Regions from separate parts of the Mustela erminea genome. Here region 1 is linked to region 2. The links are chromatin contacts, called in public Hi-C maps. All regions are on one chromosome and are shown on one strand. The core of a region is the stretch at or near the end of the contact, and the rest is flanking DNA. Distances in the headings are between cores, read along the strand shown.

Region 1 (4,344 bases), core at 1,342-3,841, 260 kb before region 2:
AATAACTTTGGAAAAGTTCTTCTGCTGAAAATTTAAGAACCAGTGGCCTAGATAAAAAATACGGGACCAAACTTCTGAAATTAAGGCAGTTAGGAGGGACCCTGGGTGACGGAGTTAAGTGTCTGCCTTTGGCTCAGGTCATGATCCCAGGTTCTAGGATTGAACCCCACATCAGTGGGGAGCCTGCTTCTCCTCTGCATGCCGCTCCCTGCTTATGCTCTTTCTCTGACAAAAATCTTTATTAAGGGGCGCCTGGGTGGCTCAGTGGGTTAAGCCGCTGCCTTCGGCTCAGGTCATGATCTCAGGGTCCTGGGATAGAGTCCCGCATCGGGCTCTCTGCTCAGCAGGAAGCCTGCTTCCCTCTCTCTTTCTCTGCCTGCCTCTCCAACTACTTGTGATTTCTCTGTCAAATAAATAAATAAAATCTTTAAAAAAAAAAAAATCTTTATTAAAAGGGCACCTGGGTGGCTCAGTTGTTAAGCATCTGCCTTCAGCTCAGGTCATGATCTCAGGGTCCTGGGACTGATAAGCTGCACATCAGGCTCCCTGCTCGGCAGGAAGCCTGTTTCTCCCTCTTCCACTCCCCCTGCTTGTATTCCCCCTCTTGCTGTGTTTGTCAAATAAAGTCTTTAAAAAAAAAAAAAAAAGAGGGGCACCTGGGTGGCTCAGTGGTTTAAAGCCTCTGCCTTCGGCTCAGGTCATGATCCCAGGGTCCTGGGATCGAGCCCCCACATCGGGCTCTGCTCAGTAGGGAACCTGCTTGTCCTCTCTCTCTGGCTGCTTCTCTGCCTACTTGTGATCTCTGTCTGTCAAATAAATAAAATCTTTAAAAAAAAAAAAAAGACATTAAAAAACCTTTATTAAATAAAAGCATTTAGGAGAAACAAAGGGGGCCATAAAAAATTACCCAATATTCAGAAGTCTAAGTTTATTAACATGATTTCATGGGACAGATGATCAAGAGGAAGACAGCATTTGCCTTTAACCACTCAAAAGAGGGCAGAGCTGCTAAATGAAATGAATGAAGCCATAGCAGCCAAGGCAAGTACCGGACAGCACGTTCGGGAGCCTGTGGACAGTGTCTCCTACTCCACTAAATGCTAAGTCCCCAGACATTACTTTATTCACCACCATCTCTCCTGCCCCTAGTGCGAGGACAGGAGCACAAGCATTTACTGACTCAACACCCCGGAATCAGTAACTCAGAAGCCAAAGTTAGCTACAGGAATGAACAAAGAAATGAAAACTGACAAAGAATGAACAAAGACTGAAAATTGGAGTTAATTTCCTCCACCTTTCCCACCAGATTCAAGTATCTGCTATGTAGCCTTTTATTACTTCTATTACTTGGATTCAAATAAACGTACCAATCCGTAACTCACAGGTGTCTGTAACAAGATCCATCACTTACTTGGTCGGTCCAGCTGTAGTTAACTTCTCTAGAATGTTATCTGGAAGGAGTTTTCTTTTCTTAGATAAAAACATTAAAAAACTGATCAGCAGGGAGGTGCATGACAGTACGCCCCCACTTGCTTCCGAAGTTTCTGATTTTAAGGACAGTTTACACCGCGACAGAATGAACGAACGGGGCCGGCCCTGCCGCACGATCTCAGAGCCGTGGGACGGCTGCGCGCACGGAGCTCAGCACCCATTCCACATTCTCTGGAAGACCGGGTGAAGCCTGGCTAGGCTGCCCACCGTATGCCACCCCGTAGCTCTACACGGAGCGCAGTTAAGTCCCGTCCACCTCCAGTCCGTTCGTTCGCTGCGGCCCGTCTGCCAGACGTCAGAGAGCAAAGCAACCACACCCCTCGGTTTACAAAGCACCTCCTAATTCTCAGAGCGACCCAATTTCGGAGAAACTACCTCCGCGACACTAAATGACGAGGCTGTACTGGCCCAGCGGGGAGGAACCCTCCGACCCTCGAATTCACGACCTCCCCATTCCCGTTCTCAGTCGGACAGCAACGAGCTCCCGCGCCTTCGTTTTCGCCGTTCTAAGGAGGCGCGTCAGCGACCTTCCCCACCCGCAGGCCCCCCAGCTGCGGCGCCACACACGGGCACTCAACCCCGGCCGCGTGCTTTAAAATAGGGCGACGCCTCCCTACCCGCTCACCTTCTGTTCAATGAACAGCTCCTCGCGGCGCTTCCTCTTCTCCTTCAGGAGCGTTTTATCCCTGAAAGAGCGACAAGTTAGTGCGGGGCCACATGCGCGGGACGGGAAGGGGCGGGTCCCCCGGACGGCGGCGGGCTCCGAACCTGCGCACCGACTCCCGAACCCGCCGCTCCTCTTCTCGTGCTTCCGCCTGGGCGCTGGCGAACGTCAGCTCCTCCGGGGCCTCGTCGTCCAACTCGTCGTCCCCTTCCTCGTCGTCTTCCTCCAGCGGCTCCGCGGCCGCGCCGCTGCTGGGCTGCCCGAGCAACAGGCCGTGCTCCGCCTCCTCCTCCTCTTCGGAGGGGGGCTGGCCCTCGTCTACCATCGCCGAGGCCGGGATGCGGGACGCGCGCGGCCGGAGGTGTACCATAGCCCGCGCAGCTTCCGACCGTCCGGCTTCTGACCCGGAAGCAAGGCGCAAGCGCAGTGTGACGCAAAGTGCAAGCGACGCGACTTGCGTCGCCCCCTGCAGGTGCGGTTGGGGAGGCGGCCGCGGACGGCGGATGCGCGTGCGCAGAGCCGGGAAGGGCGTGGCCTACGGGACGGACAGTCCAGCAGTTGGGATGTTGTTGTCTTCATTCCTCCGGGAGATTTCTCCTCCCGCGACGCCCCCTGGATTTCTCTCCATTTCAAATAAGCGACTAGAACTTCCGCAGTGAGAGCAGGATGGAATGAGGCTTGTTTCTAGGAGGGGAGAGCCATCGTGAGACCTCTGCGGGGAAGCTGACAGCAGGGTTGCCTGGGCCCCCTCCCCCAGTGCGGCTGCCACGGGCTTTGGCGTCCAGGAGCCCAGGAACGTGTGACCACAAGCCCCGGTGACTCCACCTAACACCGGGATCCACGTGGTCCTGTTAACTTTAAAAAACAAAACTGCCAGTTGCTTTACCAGCAGCAAAAAAAATGGGTGCAGAGTTGCCGGGCAAGCAAGCTGTCGGCAAAACCATCAGCAAGTCCCCCAAACTAAGGGCTGCGTGCTCTTTTATAGAGGAAAGGGGGAAGTCGGGAGAGGCTGTCGTAAACAAAAAGTCCATTGGAGTCCGCTGGGGATTCGAAACACAGTAGCTTCTCATTGGCTGGCTGTTGCTGGGGCGAGTGGAAAGTCTTCCGCGGAGGTAATGAAGCCTATTCACCTACCCAGGTCCACTGTCTCTTCCTGTTGGATTTGCAATTAAGGACAAATGGTAGAGCGTGAGACCTGCCCCAGCCGAACCTCCCAACTCCATTTTAGTAAGATTTCCCTTTACTAACTTTCACATTGGATCCAAGTGATCAGTATTTGTGGATTTGGTTCCGTTCACTCCCTGACCCCCAAAGAAGTGGCATCTCCTTCCAAGGGCAGAACTGTGCTATAGCAACAGGACGTGATGCCTTTCAGTCCCAGCAATGACAGGAACAAGTTGACAGATGCAGGCTTAAGTCAATGGTCAGCACCAAACCTGTGCTTGGCAACCTCAGCCACCATTTCCCAGGCTTCCCCGACCACCTGCCCCTGGAGTGTCCACGCCTCTGTCCATCACCGACACCACTCCCCTAACAGCTTATCGTCTGACTCTGGCATTAGGATGTACACTCTGCGAGAACAGGGTCCCGGCCTGGTGCCCTGCTCTAACCCCAGGACTTTGAACAGTGGCTGGTCCAGCGCAAACCCTAAATCTGGTGAAAAAATGACTTCACCACTGCTTTGTGAAAGCAGCCCTAGCACAGTTTCTATCCCTCCACTCCCCAGATCTCTGATCTCTGGGTTTATCTTCTCCCACTCATTATACAACACGAAATGACTCATCACTGGCTGAGCAAACCAAGCTGTTGCACACTTGCTAGGCATTGGTAGATGCTGTTTCCTCTACCGATACTCCTCCATGTGGAACTATTTATACTTCCAAAACTGCCGCCCGGGCTGACTTCCTCTTAAAGGCTTTCAAACACCTTAACATTGACTCCATCTCTACTCCACTCATCTCTAATTGCATTCTCCTCTGAATCTTGCACAAATTTCTTTACTGTGGTTACTACTCTGTAAAATAGTTCACGAGACAATTGTTCCAACCATTCTGTGACCTCCTTGAGGGTAAGGTCCATATCTTACTGATCATTTTATTTCTAATGTCTATCATAAGGTAGACATTGAATTAAATGTCACATACATTTTTGTATTTTCAAATTTTTCATCTTCCCTAACAAAATCAAAA
Region 2 (4,075 bases), core at 74-2,573:
AGCTTGGTCTCTGTGTGGTCTCTTCCATATACATTTGGGTTTTTAAGGAGGCAGCATCCATCGCTGAGCTGACTTTTTCTAGGAGGTTCCTCTCAAACTGTGTTGGTTTAAAAACCCACCCAGGCAGTGCTGCTCAGAGGGGATGTCCCCAGGACCAGTGCTGGTCTTTGACAAGGTAAGCAGAGAAACTGAAAATGTTTATAAGCTTTAATAGCCATTTTACAGAGTAGTTTTTATGTCTGCTGAATCTAATAGGTTGGGGCTTGTGTTTAGTATATCTTTTTTTCAGACTTCACATTTCAAAATTTACTTTTATAGTGTTTAATCTGAATATACAGTGGCCCAACTATATATAAAAATAGAACTCTGACCCACAACCTGCAGCAACCCAGAGAGAGAACCAATGCCTTATCTATAATAATCACTCTAGGAAGGTTGCCTGCTGTTAAGTCAGACTTGCAGGAAGCCCGGCTGCTAGCTTTAGAAACAACCCAGTAAGTTAAACAATAAATGACCCTAACAATTGGACCCAAATGGCCAGGACTTGATTAATAACTGACAGGTTCCCTAATTTTTGTCCCAACTTAGGATCAACCAGAGAAAGCCTCACATGGCTAACTGACAATCGCTGGGATCACACAGGATGCCCCATTTCTAATTAGTCTCCCTACAGCTTTCCCGTGCCCGTAGCCTTCGGTGAGGGCATGCCTGAAGCACTGCCTTTCCCCCTCGATCAGCCGATCAGCCGTTCCCACTCCTCCATCTGCCTTTGGTCTTCAGCCAGAACTCAACGGAGGGTGGCTCTCCTGCATAGCAAGTTCGGAATAAACTGCCTTTGCATTTGTGACGTGCTTGGTCTTCACTTGTTTCCGCACACTGAAAGAATAAAAAGGGAATAAAGAATCAAAACAGGAGTCTTCCACTGCAGACAGATAGCTTGGGAGGGTGGGGTGGCATCGCCCTGGGCTCCAAGGTCTCCTGCAGGTGGGGACCTTACAACCCTGGAGGAGCGAGCGTCCCAAACAGTAACCGCCTGGACAGAGGGAATAAGGGGGTAGAGAGATTCTCCGGACCAGGTGTGGGCCGGAGGAGTTAGAGGACTGGCGCCGCGGCATGAGGACTTGAACCTCCCACCCCGCTTCGGCTCTTTAAACAGTCCCGGTCTCCCAGCGGGAGAGGAGCTTCCGCGCATGCTCTGTACGCACGCGCACTTTCGGCACCGCCCCTCGGGCGGGTACTCAACGTCACGTCCGGCGACGGCGGCAGCGGCGGCGGCAGTGGCTGTGGGTCGCGGGCTTCCCGGGCGCTGGCGGGGCCAGCGTGGGGGCGCGTCCGTGTCCTTGGCGGCCCTCACGTCGCCCTCCTGCCCGCCGGCGGGTCAGCGCGCTGGGCCTGGTTTCCGCTTAGTGTCAACCCGGGTGTGGTTTCCACCACTTAGAGGTGAAGCGTGATAGGGAGGATGGGACCTGGGGTCGTTTGCATTTCCTGAGGTGGACGCTCAGGGGCCGGAGTGTCGCTGACAGAGTTTCCTCCAGGACCTGTGTGCCGCTGTCGTGCAACCCGAGAATGGCCCGTTCTTAGGCAACGGGCGTCGCATCCTCCTGCAGCTGTTTGGCGGCCGCTTTTAAATGAGTCCCCGAATTCATTTAGCGTTTTAGTGCTATGATTTGGGGTTTTAAAAAAACGTTTGGTCCTCAAAGCTCAGAATTCTTTAGAATTTCTCATTTTAAACCATTCCTCCTCTTTCCTGTGACGGAAGGGGCTCAGGGCGTATCTTTTCAATAAGACCGTGGCTCTCCGAACTGCTCAGGATTTCTAAAACCTGGGGTTTATATATATGTGTATATATATGTTACATTTTTTTTTCTTTTGCTTCGAGGTTTTAAGCATTTGAGTCAAGCTGTGCAGTACTTCCTGAAAAATGTGTTACATTTTGTTCTTAAAATGCCAACCCGATTTGACCTTTTCCTGATGACTTGCTGTCAGTCTTACAAACTTAATTTTATGAACTCTGTTTTATGAAGTTCATTGTGAAAGAACCAGAGAGAGACCACTGAACTTTTTGAATTCTGATGCCACATTTTAAGTCCTGATTCCTTCTCCAGCTTTATGGCATCACTGGAGGACAGGCTAATGTTCCTGCTCCTCTTCTCCTTTACAATTTACTGCTCTTAATCTGTGGTGGGTTCTGAATTTTGGTAATTGTATTCGATAATACTGTGTTTAAAGTGAGGAACTTACCGCCTTTTACTTGATAGCTTGGTTTTTCATTTTACAAAAATGCCCGTTCAAAAATAATGGCGAAGCAAAAGATTTAAGTCCCCTGGAATCCTATTCCCTAAAGATAAGTCATTGCCAACATTTTAGCATATAGTATAATGTTTTAATGCATAATAATTGTAAAGCAAAGAATCCCAGTGGATACTGTTTGGTAACCCCTTTTGCGTGACATCTTGTCTGTCTTCATATTTCACTAATTGTTTTTTCTTTGAGTGTGTGCAATGGCTAGGAACTCCCATAAGTAGTGATTCTAGTCCCTGCACCGTATGAAATCTAACAGCTCAGAGGACTTTAGTTTTATGGGTTGGTTTTTGGCCAAGGAGCATAGGTGAGGTGGTGGTAGTTGTTTAAAAGGAGATATTTAATGTTGACTCCTATGCAAGGGCAGCCCGTTTGTTTTAGTATATTGAATTCATGGAGAAGTTGCAGAAAATCATTGGGAAAAGTCCCAATTCTTCATTCTCTGTTTTTAAGCTCACTCTTTCCCCCTCTCTGATCTTTCTCTCTCTCTCAAGAATGAAACATGACTGAGGACTCTCAGAGAAACTTCCGTTCAGTATATTATGAGAAAGTGGGGTTTCGTGGAGTTGAAGAAAAGAAATCCTTGGAAATTCTCCTAAAAGATGACCGGCTGGGTGAGTTTTACAAGCTAAGTTAAGGTGGTTGGGTTTTAGTCATCCCAGCTGTCCGGAAAGAAATGCTGTCTTAAAAGACATTCAGAAGTATTTGTTACCTGCTATATTTTTTTTAGTTCCAGGTGAATAGTGTATTTGGGGAGAAGTTATGGATTTTTCAAGCTTATATTTTGCCAAGGCCAACTCAGATGTCTTTGAAAGGTCTCAGGAAGTCAGTGGTGTTTTTTTTTTTTCTCATATTTCCCATGTATTTCTTTTCCTCAGTTTTCAGAGGTGTTACTAGCTTCTGGGTAAATTCACAACAACTCTTGGCCATGATTTTTCCTCTATGGAAATACTGGGACTATGTTATTTATTGACATTTTAGTTTCTTTGTAATAATAAGGTCTGTTCTGTTGACTTGAGTAAAATAAACTGAACAATAGATAAAAATTGTATATGTGTAGAATGCTTTTAAGATTTCAAAACCATTTCCTAACTGATCTTTGATCCTCACTAGACAGTCTGTGTTTAAAGTATGTCTGGAATTATTCACAAGTAGGGGGATCCGAGGTCCAAGACAGTTGAGTGTGGTTTGCTGGAAAATGTAGAGATTTGAGGGCTGACCATGCCACTCACTAGGTATACTAACTGAAGTCACTTAATTGCTTGGAGCTTCAGTTTCTGCATTTTTTTTTTTTTTAAGAGAAATCTTCATTTATTTGAGAGAGAGAGAGAAAACATGGGCGAAGAGGAGGGGTGGAAGAGAAGCAGACTCCCCGGTGAGCAGGGAGCCTGACTCCGGGTTTGATCCCACATCCCTGAGATCACAGCCTGAGCTGAAATCAAGAATTGGATGCTTAACCGACTGAACCACCTAAGTGCCCCAATTGCTGCGCCCAACAAGCTTTTAGTATGGATTAAATGAAATAAATTCTATAAATAGTACCTACTGCTCGTGTTGTAGGAAACGTAGTAATATATGCAGAAAGCATCACCTACGCCTTGAGGCACTGATTGTTTTTAAATAGCTAGTTGGAGGAACACCTGGGCTAGAAATCAGACCAGCATTGCATTTCCCAGATTCACTGACTAGAGTAGAATTATTCTGAAGAAATGTTACTCTACTTCAGTTTTTAAAAATCGAAATGCACTTTCTTGTGATCAGCATAAAAAGCTTC

Evidence for each region. Hi-C and Micro-C count contacts between places; a contact is called where the count stands out from the background.
Region 1: a Hi-C map of spleen shows a contact between it and region 2, with 5 times the contacts expected there. The contact joins the promoter of NOL7 here to the promoter of TBC1D7 in region 2. A contact is called at or near these places in 2 of 3 Hi-C or Micro-C datasets (fibroblasts and spleen).

What each region holds. Positions count from the first base shown.
Region 1 is chr4:137,441,787-137,446,130 of mMusErm1.Pri, reverse strand. NOL7 (nucleolar protein 7) reads right to left here and starts at 2,591. Exons shown (of 8, transcript XM_032341148.1): 1 at 2,260-2,591; 2 at 2,117-2,177; 3 at 1,412-1,470. The coding sequence starts at 2,525. It overlaps SIRT5 (NAD-dependent protein deacylase sirtuin-5, mitochondrial), which reads right to left. Exons shown (of 12, transcript XR_004285217.1): 11 at 4,110-4,113; 12 at 1,400-1,410. It overlaps LOC116589163 (a long non-coding RNA gene), which reads left to right and starts at 2,666. Exons shown (of 3, transcript XR_004285218.1): 1 at 2,666-3,811.
Region 2 is chr4:137,179,376-137,183,450 of mMusErm1.Pri, reverse strand. It overlaps TBC1D7 (TBC1 domain family member 7), which reads left to right and starts at 1,323. Exons shown (of 7, transcript XM_032341131.1): 1 at 1,323-1,440; 2 at 2,796-2,915. The coding sequence starts at 2,804.